3 separate regions of the Mus musculus genome follow, and regions 2 and 3 are each linked to region 1. A link is a contact called in public HiChIP or PLAC-seq and promoter capture Hi-C data. All regions are on one chromosome and are shown on one strand. Each heading gives the region's core, a stretch centred on a gene start, on an enhancer-like site or on the middle of the called end of the contact. The rest is flanking DNA. Distances are from core to core; before and after follow the strand shown.

The links. Promoter capture Hi-C pulls out the DNA fragments that hold promoters and counts their contacts. HiChIP or PLAC-seq counts read pairs in DNA pulled down with a chosen protein or histone mark.
Region 2: a contact with region 1 is called in a promoter capture Hi-C map of embryonic stem cells, with 7 read pairs. The contact joins the promoter of Olig1 here to the promoter of Sim2 in region 1. A contact is called at or near these places in 6 of 39 promoter capture datasets (cranial neural crest, embryonic stem cells, hippocampal neurons and 2 more) and 1 of 115 datasets of contacts at active chromatin or transcription factors (embryonic stem cells).
Region 3: a contact with region 1 is called in an H3K4me3 HiChIP or PLAC-seq map of embryonic stem cells, with 26 times the contacts expected there. The contact joins the promoter of Olig2 here to the promoter of Sim2 in region 1. A contact is called at or near these places in 7 of 39 promoter capture datasets (cranial neural crest, embryonic stem cells, frontonasal cranial neural crest and 3 more), 20 of 484 Hi-C or Micro-C datasets (B cells, cerebellum, cerebral cortex and 6 more), 8 of 115 datasets of contacts at active chromatin or transcription factors (embryonic forebrain, embryonic hindbrain, embryonic midbrain and 2 more) and 1 of 9 other capture datasets (liver).

What each region holds. Positions count from the first base shown.
Region 1 is chr16:94,083,390-94,087,260 of GRCm38.p6, forward strand. It overlaps Sim2 (single-minded family bHLH transcription factor 2), which reads left to right and starts at 1,871. Exons shown (of 11, transcript NM_011377.2): 1 at 1,871-2,601. The coding sequence starts at 2,427. It overlaps Gm31175 (a long non-coding RNA gene), which reads right to left and starts at 1,755. Exons shown (of 6, transcript XR_876272.2): 1 at 1,635-1,755.
Region 2 is chr16:91,268,383-91,271,910 of GRCm38.p6, forward strand. It overlaps Olig1 (oligodendrocyte transcription factor 1), which reads left to right and starts at 1,387. Exons shown (of 1, transcript NM_016968.4): 1 at 1,387-3,528. The coding sequence starts at 1,495. The coding sequence ends at 2,277.
Region 3 is chr16:91,224,201-91,228,084 of GRCm38.p6, forward strand. It overlaps Olig2 (oligodendrocyte transcription factor 2), which reads left to right and starts at 1,350. Exons shown (of 2, transcript NM_016967.2): 1 at 1,350-1,453; 2 at 2,145-3,884. The coding sequence starts at 2,200. The coding sequence ends at 3,171.

The DNA.
Region 1 (3,871 bases), core at 621-3,120:
GAGTCCATAATTGAGGGTCGGGAATCTGGGGCGTGGGAGAAGCGTTAAACCCTATGTATCTGCAGAGTGCAGGGCTCATTCCTCGGAGGTCTGCGAAGCGGCGCCAGAGTGGGTCCGCCGTAGCAGGGTGGCTCCGCAGCCCTTACTTGCCCGGAGCGGCTAAAGGCACAGTGCCCCACCGAACTCCCGACAAGGGCTGCAGGTCTGGGCATTGGGTACCCGCACCACCGGCAAACGTGCTCCGTACACGTGCACCGTACTACTGCAGGACCCAGAAAATCCTGCAAGCGCAGAACCCAGCTCCAAACTCAAAGCAAACTCCAAACTTGAGCTCCAAACTCAAGCGCGAAGCGTGAGCACCTCCGTGCTCCCGCCTGGTGCGACTTCACGCCACCTGGCGCACCGGTTTTTTCCGTTTTGTTTTTTTTTTTTTTTTTTTTTTTTAATTAAGGCGCGAAGGGCCGGGGTTTGTGAACCGCCCGAAGCCCCACGACAGTCTACAACTCCTCGAAGGCCTTCGAACTTCGGGTTTTCAAATGGGGACCCAGAAAAGACAGAAGAATCTGCTTCACGCGAGTGGTTAGGAGGCCCAGCTCCCCCGGCGCGGGTGGGGAAGTCTGCAGGACCAGGAGCTGGTCGGCCTGCAAGCTTTTCTCGGGCTTGGAAGAGGACTGGAGGGAGAGGAATGGAGCAGTGGCCAGGATATGGAAATCCCGTGTCGGGCACTGGGTTTCCAAGGTCAGACTCTCTGCATCCTATAACTTTACAGCCACCAAGCGAGCCACGGGGTCCACGACGACAAAAAGAACTGCGCTGAGACCTCTCTGCGTCTCTGTCTGGGATCCAAGACGCCTGGGAAATGGCATCTGACCCGCGTCGGAAGATTTAGGCTCCAAAGAGGAGTGTGGATGGGTTCGGGCGACCGCGACCGCCTGAGCGCCCGAGGGGACTGTAGTGCCGGCATCTATCCGGGCCTCAGCAGCAGGGAAGACACAAGATTATTTAACCTAGTGTGGCGCAGTGGGAGAATGCTTGCACTCAGTGACTGAATCTCCCTTCGCCAGCTACCTCTGCTCCACTTCTGAGGGTCGCATCAGCGTTCCCGGTTACCAAGGCTCTATTATTGTCGACCTGAAGCTTTGGCCCAAAGTCGATTGCCCTGTTGCCGCTAGCGCCCCTTGGGTTCAGCGCTCCCGCGTGCCCTCTGGCCCACCCCGTGTTCTCTCTCTCTCTCTCTCTCTCTCTCTCTCTCTCTCTCTCTCTCTCTCTCTCTCCCTCTCTCTCTCTCTCTCTCCTGGAAGGCGTCGTGCACGCGTGCGTGTGGATGAGTGGAGGGGAAAGGAGTAATTTTTCCTCGGGCCACCCCTTTAGACTCGCGGATCGGCCACCCAAGGAAGGTGCAAGTGTGAGACCAGGATTGCCACCCCGTCGCCGGGCACTTAGCCAGCTGTTAGCGCCGCCTTTTCTGGGCCGCGCCCGCGGGTGACCTGCCCGGAGCCTCCGTGGAAACCAGCACTGCAGCCCTCCCTCCTTCCTTCTTTACCGCGTCGGCCGCTCATCCTCGATCCCAGGCCCTGACACTCAACCTCGGAGCGGGTAGGCGCGACGCTTCTCGTGCACTCACCACGGCTTACCTTACCCCGGGAGCGCGCCGGTCTCTCGTGGGGACAGTCCCTGGAGGTGGCGACGCGGAGGCGCGCCGGCGACTCACGGGCCGCGGCGGGGGTCGGAGGCGAGGCTCACCGCCCCCGCCACGGCCCCTCCCCTCCCCCCTCCCGCGGTCCCGCGCAGCCCAGTCTCCGCCCGAAGGCGGGTCTGCCATAAACAAACGCAGCTCGGTCACACGTGGACCGCGGAGCAACTGCGCCCCGCCACCGATCGCGGGCTCCGGACGACCGGACTAAGGAAGCCGGAACCGCCGGGGAGGGCAGGAAAGCGCACCGAGCTCAGGCTTGGCACTGGCCACTGCCACCTCGCTCCGCTCCCGCCCCATGGCTCCGCGGCGGCCGCCGCCGCTGCCGCCCTTGCCTTCCGAGGGCCCTCGCGGCAGCGGGTACAAGCCCTCCTTTAAGGACTAAACAGGGTCGGCGCCTGCTCGCCCGCCAACCACAGCCCCAGGAAGGTCGAGGCGGGAGATACTGGAGACCAGAAGGAAGAGCGAGCTGGGATCAGGTCCACACGGGACGGTCCAGCCTCCAGCCTCAGACAGAGAGGGGGGCTGCGCAGCTGGTTTGCGACGGACTCAGGGCTGGCGCCTTGCAGAAGACGTTGGGTGCTCCAGGCCGGTCTCCCGCACCTGCCCGAGCCCGGCACCCCGACTCACCTGACCCCTGGCGTCCCTGTCCCCATTCCGGCTGCCGCAGCCCAAGCGGGACTCCGCGGGCCTGGAGCGCAGCGAGGTCTAATATGCCCAGAGCCGAGGCGCGATGAAGGAGAAGTCCAAAAATGCGGCCAAAACCAGGAGGGAGAAGGAAAATGGCGAGTTTTACGAGCTGGCCAAGCTGCTCCCGCTGCCTTCGGCCATCACCTCGCAGCTGGACAAAGCGTCCATCATCCGACTCACCACCAGCTACCTGAAGATGCGCGCGGTCTTCCCGGAAGGTGAGGCTGCAGGTGGGCGTCCGAGGCGCGGGGGAGCTGAGCGGCCGGCTGCAGAAAGGAGGCTTCCGTGCGCGGAGAAGCCCGCGCGGCCTCCTGGCTACCGTGGCCGCGTCTGGGGAGGCCGCGCCGGGGCTTCGGCCCAGGCCTAAGCTAAGGCTGAGGGACAATCCAATCACGTATAAGCTCTGGGCAGAGTCGGGAAAACCAAGCGTTATTCCTGGGTTAGTGTTTGCCAAGCTGACACAGGCAGGCTAGTTCGTTCCGGTTGTTCTTTCCCCCTTTCCTTTCTTTCCTGGCCCTCTCCTCCTCTCCTTTCACTGGCTTCTCTTTCTTTCCTTCCTTCCATACCAGTCCATGCTGGTCTTCTCTCTCTCTCTCTCTCTCTCTCTCTCTCTCTCTCTCTCTCTCTCTCTCTCCCTCTTTCTCTTTCTTTCTCTCTCTCTATCTCTCCTTCTTCTTCTTCTTCTTCTTCTTCTTCTTCTTCTTCTTCTTCTTCTCCTTCTCCTTCTCCTTCTCCTTCTCCTTCTCCTTCTCCTTCTTCTTCTTCTTCTTCTTCTTTCTTCTCCTCCTCCTCCTGCTCTCTCTCCATTATAATTTTTTCCCTTCTCCTTACTTCTCTCTCGCCTCTGCTTTTGCTCCCCCCTCCTCCATTTCTCTCTTTTTCTGCTGGTGGACAAGGACTCGCTGCTCTATCCTCTCTGAGCTGCTGAATGCACAGGAAGGCCCGCGCACCGCAGGCCAACGCTGAGGCTCCGAGAGTTTGTGAGCAGATTCGAGTGAGAGACTCCTATATCGTTTTCCCCAACTTGCCTCCCTTTGCTCTGGGAAACGATGATACGGGCAGGAGGACAAGAAACTGGATAAGCTCGGACGCTGCCGTTAAGAGAAAAGGGATCATTTCAAAAGTGGCGGGTGGGCCTGAGTGTAACATCTCAGGATTTGAAAGCGCTACAGCGGGCAATTGTCACCGGGCCGCAGCTCTCCTGTGGACGCTGGTTTGTAGGAAATAGCGGCCTGCTGGATGGACACTCTCCAGCGGGTGACGGGCGGCTGGGTCAGGCACCGCAGTGAATCAGGTCTGGGGTCTGTGGCTGGGGCTGAGGGATTCTGACATTGTCAGAAAGCACCGGGCTCCGAGGCCTGTTGCCTCCAGCACCTCCAGGCTTTAGGGCTGGTAGTGCAGAGCAGGCCTCTCGGAAAGCCAGCGCCGCGGAAGGAAGACAGAGATTTGGAGAGTCGTTGCTCTGGTGGCGACAGGTGTCCCTGGGCC
Region 2 (3,528 bases), core at 137-2,636, 2.8 Mb before region 1:
TCAGATCCACACCAGTGCATAAACTGGGCACGGTGAGTGAGTGCTTGTATTCCCAGGATCCGGGAGGCAGAGACAAGGAGGATCTTAAGTTTAAAGTTATCTTTTAATAAACACGGAGTGGGGCCCGACCTTGGATACAGGAGGAGAAGAATCGAGATGCGCGCTATATCTGACATGGATGAAGCCTGAACACATGCTAAGTCACCAAAATGAACAATGAGCCACTAAAAGACAAATACGACTGTGTATATGGGAGACAAATACGACTGACTGCCTATATGGGATTCCCAGAGAAAACAAAGTCACGCAGACACACCCCACCCGGGGTGATATTTACCAAGGTGGAGAAGTGGTTGTTTGTCAACTGGATATACCTGAAAAGAGGGAACCTCAAATGAGAACACTGACGTCACCAGATCAGCCTGGTGGACTCCTCGCTGATGCATTTTCTTTATTAATAATTGATGTGGGAGGGCCCAGCGCACTGCGAGCTGGCACCATTCCCAGCAGGTGGGCCTGTGCTCTATAAGAAAGGTAACCCGATCCTGCGATCCTGCGCCTGCAGAAGGAAGCAGGTTAGAGCTCCCCTCAGTTGGCTACTCTTGGTTCTTGCCTCTGTGCCTGCTAACTTCCTGAGTTCCTGAGCTAACTTTCCACAGTGAGGAGCTGTGATTGGCAGGTGTCAGCCAAGGGAACTCCCCCCCCTCAGTTTCTTTTGGTTCCAGTGCTTATCACAGCAGTGAGAACTAAGACAAGCAGAGGGGGTTTTCTCTTTAATGCTTACCAAGAGTTAGAGTTGCTGTTTTGATGGTTTAAGGGTTTAAGTTTTGCAAAAAGCAAACAAGTCCTGGCCATCTGTTGCAAAATCGTGTCAACAGTCAGGCGTTTTAACGACTGAACTGCGCACTCTGGGATGGTTACGTTTCATGTTATGAATATTAGACTGCATTTTTATAACAGCCAACCTCTCACTTTGGAGCCCAGATTGGCCTCCTCTCCTTCCTGCTTCAGTAGTTCCCAGCGATGGGATTACTGGCTGATCACATTTTACAAGGACAAATGTAACTATAAAAAGGGATGGCAATAGAGCTCGAGAGATAAAGGGAGGCAAAAGCCATTTTAGCCTGACCAGCTGAACTAGAATTCGGAAGGAACAATGTTTTGCCCTAAAGCTCCCTCCCTTGCCCTCCCAGGGCGGGCGCTGTGGCACCCGCGCAGGCGCCCCACGATAACCCTCTCTGGCAACTCTGGCTGTACCTCTGCTCAGGCGACCAATGAACACTCGCCTGTGGCCAAGCTCACGCCTCCATTGGCTGCACCCCGCCAACCGCGGTCCTCGCAGGTTCCCAAGCCGGGTTTAAAGGTGTCAGGCGCGCACGGCCCCTCACTGTCATCCGCCGGCACGCAGGTCCGCGGGGAGGGCGATCTGCCGACCGGCCCACCCCTGGGCGTTAGTGAAGGGCGCCCCGGGTCGCCCCACAGCCCCCGCCCCAGATGTACTATGCGATTTCCCAGGCGCGTGTGAACGCGGCTCCCGCGACCATGTTGCGGCCACAGCGGCCTGGAGACGTGCAGCTCGGGGCCTCGCTGTATGAGCTGGTGGGTTACAGGCAGCCACCTATCTCCTCATCCTCATCCTCATCCTCTTCCACCGCATCCCTTCTCCCCAAGCCTGCGCGCGAGAAGGCCGAAGCTCCGCTCGCTGAACCTCGGGGACCTGCGCCAGAGTCCGGGGGCGCCCGGGCCGACGCCAAAGAGGAACAGCAGCAGCAGCAGCTGCGGCGCAAGATCAACAGCCGCGAGCGGAAGCGCATGCAGGACCTGAACTTGGCCATGGACGCGCTGCGCGAAGTTATCCTACCCTACTCGGCAGCGCACTGCCAGGGCGCGCCGGGCCGCAAGCTCTCCAAGATTGCCACGCTGCTGCTCGCCCGCAACTACATCCTGCTGCTGGGTAGCTCGCTGCAGGAGCTGCGCCGCGCGCTCGGCGACGGTGCGGGACCCGCCGCCCCGCGCCTGCTCCTCGCTGGCCTGCCTCTTCTGGCTGCCGCGCCGGGCTCTGTGCTGCTGGCACCCGGTGCCGTGGGACCCCCCGAAACGCTGCGCCCCACCAAGTACCTGTCTCTAGCGCTCGACGAGCCACCGTGCGGCCAGTTCTCTCTCCCAGCTGGTGGCGCGGGTAGCCCTGGCCTCTGCTCCTGTGCGGTGTGCAAGTTCCCGCATCTGGTCCCCGCCGGCCTGGGCTTGGCAGCGGTGCAGGCCCAGTTCTCCAAGTGAGGGCTGGCTGGGCCCGGGGCGGAGCGCGACCTCAGCCAATCTTCCCGCGCCCCCGCGTCCTGGATCTAGGCAGAGCTGGCCCCAGAAAGGAGGACATTTCCAGACTTCTCTCCCAGACGACAGACTGTAGGGCGCCTTCTTCCCCGCCCCCACTCCCTGGCAATTAAAATAACCCAAGCGGGTGTTCCAAGGAGCGATGTAGTTGCTTGGGATTCTAGATGAATCCCACCTGTTTAGAGCCAGAAGTCTTCGCATCCCCACCACAACTCACCCACTGGCAGGGGTGACAACCCCCACCACCGCGGGCTATTCTCGTATCCGTGAGCATCGCGGAGTCGGGGAGGACGGTAGCCGGCCGGTGCGGTATAAGGGGGTTGCCCTGGGTGCAGCGAAAGGCTGCCCCCAGCTTGGTTTCCTGGCATGCTTCCGCTCCCTGGCCTAAGAGCTGCTCCCCAACAGTGTCTACCCAGAGGGGCGTCCTTTCCTTGTCCAGGGCCTGAGCGCACAGGCTCCCTTGCTCTCTCCAGCCAAACCATGCGGATCTAGGAGGTCTAGAAAGCCCAGGCCACCGGTACAAACATCAAGGGTGTTACGGATGGGCCGCTCTGGAAAGCCCAGGGTTTCCGAGCTGGATGTTACGCGGGTGCGCTCGGTTACCGCGCTCGGTGGTTGGGGATGCGAAGTGGAGAGGTTCCTCTCCACTCCCAGTTCTGTTTTTCAGGCTCGCCCAGGTGTTTTGTTGCAGTTTATGCTCCTTAAAACCTAAAACCCTTACTTAGTCTCCACTTCCCTAAAGGTAGCTTAACCAACGTTTGAGCTTGCTTGAAAACAAAATTCCAACCACGTTCCATGCCATCGGTGTTCGGACTTACTAAAATAGGTAGCAAGGCACGTCGTAGCGCAGGCTTATAAAATTCGGTCATTAACGTTCTCATTAAAGTAAGCGGAGTTGGGCGAGGATCCCAAACCGCCTACCCGCCGCGCTGCAGGCGGGAAGGCGCTGGCACTTCACAGGCTGGTCCTTAACCACAGCAGTGCGGCTGAAGAACTCCGTGGACGCGTGCGCGCGTGGGTGCCGCGTCTTGGCTTGTGACTAGCGTTAGGAAATTACCCAAGATTATTGCATAATCTTCACCAGCTTGCTTTGATTCTTTTTTATGTTGGAAGTTTTGGGTTGTTGACAGTAGCCGAATTTAACTGGCATTTTATTTGACCTCTAACTCTGTCCCTCCTGAACTGTACAGAAATCAC
Region 3 (3,884 bases), core at 100-2,599, 2.9 Mb before region 1:
GCATTTGAGCTGGAAATGTCCGGATGTGAGAAACAGTTGGGGGTGGGGATACAACCTACTGCCCCCATGCTTGGGCACTGCCAATTGCTCGCATCCATCCACGGTAGGCAGGGTCACCTGTATGGGCCTGGCCGTATTTTCTCCTGGAGGCTTGCTGAAATCAATTCCTAGGTTTTCACTTCCATAAAATGGGTGAGTGTATAGTTATCTCTAGACTTCCCCAGGCAATTCACCCAGATCCAGTTTCTCAGCTTTGTATGTGTGTGTGTGTGTGTGTGTGTGTGTGTGTGTGTGTGAGAGAGAGAGAGAGAGAGAGAGAGAGAGAGAGAGAGAGAGAGAGGCTGCTACCTATAAAAGACGTCCCAAGGCAGCTAGGAGTGTGTTTCAAGTATCAACTCCCATCCACAGCGGAGAGCCTCCGATAATTCTTTGCAAATAATGTTGCCTCTACTCCAAGGCTTGGGCACCAAGATGTTGGAAGTTCAGTGGCTGGGTTTCCCTGAAAATGAATGAGGTGGAAGTCGTTAACCATCGATGCGTTGGCGCTTTGACTGTATTGAAAATAGCTCTCCGGAGCTTCTACACAATCTAAACTTTATAATGAATTGCGATTTCTTCCCAGAGTGCTAAGAACCTTTCTCTGCTTCCTTGCCCGCCCCGTGCTCTCCAAGGCCATGCCCCCACCTGGGGGCGCTACCGCCTGTCCCCAAAGCTGCAGCAACTGCCACTAAGTAGAAAGGAGCTAAGGGAGTGGGGGCCTTCTGCGCCGCTAGTGTTTTCTTATGCAACCACAAATGGTCACAGTTTGATGAAAATCACTCGATAGGTCGGCAGCGGGAAACAGGAGGAGGCGGGAGGGCTAGCAAAAACTCCAGGTGTGGCAAGCAACCTCGGTGTTCATTCTCAGCCATAGAACTGGTTGGCCATCGGACGAGTTTGCAGATTCCCCGTCTCACTCCGTACCCTGGCCTGACGCTACAGTGACAATATTTATATTGAAAGTTGCAGGCGTTCCCTCTCTGCCAGGGTCCCCAGACTTCTTTAGCAGCCCCGCTAGCCCACCCGCTTCTTCAGCTCGCCCTTTCCTCTCCCTGCCCAGGTCCCTCCTCCCATCCCTCCTCGCGAATCTCTCTACCGCGGGCGCCCATTGGCTGTGTGCTGAGAGGAGGCGTGTGCCGGGCCCGGCGGGTTTCATTGAGCGGAATTAGCCGGGTGACATCAGCTTCGCAGCCCCTCGGGCCGGCCCAGCTCATTGGCGCCTCTGCCCCTCCAGGAAAAGCACATTGTTCCCGCCCCCCGCCCGGACCACCGCCACCGCCGTCGCTGCTGCCTCCACCCAGCTATAAAAACCAGCGGAACCCCGAAAGGTGTGGATGCTTATTACAGACCGAGCCAACACCAGCGCCCAGAGCCAGGTTCTCCTCCGCAGCGAGCACCTCAAATCTAATTCACAGTAAGTGTCCCCGCCCCTTAACTGCTCCAGCCTAAACCCCGAAGACCGACTTCTCCAAAGTGGCTAGGATTTAGGATGCACCCTACAGTGCTGGCCTACTGGCCGAGATCCCGCCCCAATAGGTACTAATGACTGCCTGGGTGTCTACACTCACCGCAGCATCCCAGGCTCCAATAACTCCTGTTGCGAGTCCGCAAGCTAGCCGCGCGGTCGTAGAACCAGCGCTTAGAAAGTGAATCCAATGCGGGCTGCCAGTGCGTGTGTTCACGCTTGCCGGCGTTTGCTGCGTGTGTAGATGGCGTTAAAGGCAGATGCGTCTGAGCACCAGATAGAAAATACTTCTCTATTCAGATCTCCGGTCCAGAGAAAAGTCCTCATTTATTCCAGGCCGGACTGAAGAAATAAAACCTCTAGAATGTCCCTCATTGAGGGCCACCCAGAAGTCCCTGAAATAAAGTAACCGGTGGATGAGTGGGGAGGAGAGAGATTAGGATAACTTGCATGCCCCGGGCTGCTAGAAGGCCAGACTGCCGCGGCGTAGATGCCAACCACCTTTGCGGGTTCCTGGAGCTGCCGTGCAGGCGGGGACGGCGATTGTCTCACTTCTTTCTCCACACCCTGTGTGTCTGTCTGTCTGTCTCTGTGTATGTGTGTGTCTGTGTCTGTGTATCTGTCTGGTTCTCTCCTCAAGTTCGGAAGGTTGAAAAAAGAAGGATCATTCGAGAGCTTAGATCATCCCTGGGGCCATGGACTCGGACGCCAGCCTGGTGTCTAGTCGCCCATCGTCCCCAGAACCCGATGATCTTTTTCTGCCCGCCCGGAGCAAGGGGGGAAGCAGCAGCGGCTTCACAGGAGGGACTGTGTCCTCGTCCACGCCGAGCGACTGCCCGCCAGAGCTGAGCTCCGAGCTACGAGGGGCCATGGGCGCGTCAGGCGCGCATCCCGGGGACAAACTGGGCGGCGGTGGCTTCAAGTCATCTTCCTCCAGCACCTCCTCGTCCACGTCCTCGGCGGCCACGTCTTCCACCAAGAAAGACAAGAAGCAGATGACTGAGCCCGAGCTGCAGCAGCTGCGCCTGAAGATCAACAGCCGCGAACGCAAGCGCATGCACGACCTCAACATCGCCATGGACGGCCTGCGGGAGGTCATGCCTTACGCGCACGGGCCGTCGGTGCGCAAGCTCTCCAAGATCGCCACGCTGCTGCTGGCGCGAAACTACATCCTCATGCTCACCAACTCGCTGGAGGAGATGAAGCGACTGGTGAGCGAGATCTACGGGGGTCACCACGCCGGCTTCCACCCATCGGCCTGTGGCGGGCTGGCACACTCGGCGCCTCTACCCACCGCCACGGCGCACCCCGCGGCCGCCGCGCACGCCGCGCACCACCCGGCCGTGCACCACCCCATCCTCCCTCCCGCAGCCGCCGCCGCCGCCGCAGCCGCCGCCGCCGCAGCGGTGTCCAGCGCCTCTCTACCGGGCTCCGGGCTGTCCTCGGTCGGATCCATCCGGCCTCCGCACGGCCTGCTCAAGTCACCGTCGGCAGCCGCAGCCGCCCCTCTCGGAGGCGGGGGTGGAGGCAGCGGTGGCAGCGGTGGCTTCCAGCACTGGGGCGGCATGCCGTGCCCCTGCAGCATGTGCCAGGTGCCGCCGCCGCACCACCACGTGTCGGCTATGGGCGCCGGCACCTTGCCGCGCCTCACCTCCGACGCCAAGTGAGCCGGCCAGCGGGGGTGCGTCCTGGAGAGCCAAGGGCTGCGGAGCAGCGCGGACAGGCCAGCGCTGGGGCTCCGGGGCTCTGTTGCAAGAAGGGGAGCTGGACCACGGGCTGGGCCTAGGGGATTATGGGGAGTCGAATATATGGGAACCGAAGCAATGGGAGCATTTGAAGCGATGGAGAGATGCGTTCGTTCCAGAACCTGGTTGACTCTTTGGCTGAACACTCCAAGGGTCTGGGAGGCGCCATTGTACAAAACGGCCACAACGCGCGGGTACTTTCATCCCTGGAACTTCCTGCCTGCACCCCCAGGAAGTCTAAAAACTAACTTTCCGGTGTACAAAGATTGACTCCCTGTCTGGGCTTAGACGAGACGCAGAGCACTGCACTTGACTTCTTTCCCCCACTTCAGGCGGGGTAGGAGACTCCCAGGAACCGCACTGCAGAAGCGACCTCTGGGCCTCACCCTGCAGGTTCATCCCTGGCCCAGGGCCAGGCACTAAGTTAGTAGACGCTGGCGTGGGTATCAGAAGCACTTAGGGTCCTGTGGTCTCAGAAGTGTGGCCTTCCCTCCTGTTGTCTCTCCTGTTGATTTGTGGTTTCCTAACAAATCTGTGAATGTTCCTTTTCAGAGCACAGGAGCAAGCTTTACAGACGCTTAAAATAGCACTTGTGGAATGGAATAATCCCAAAAGTCCCGATATGGAACGGAATC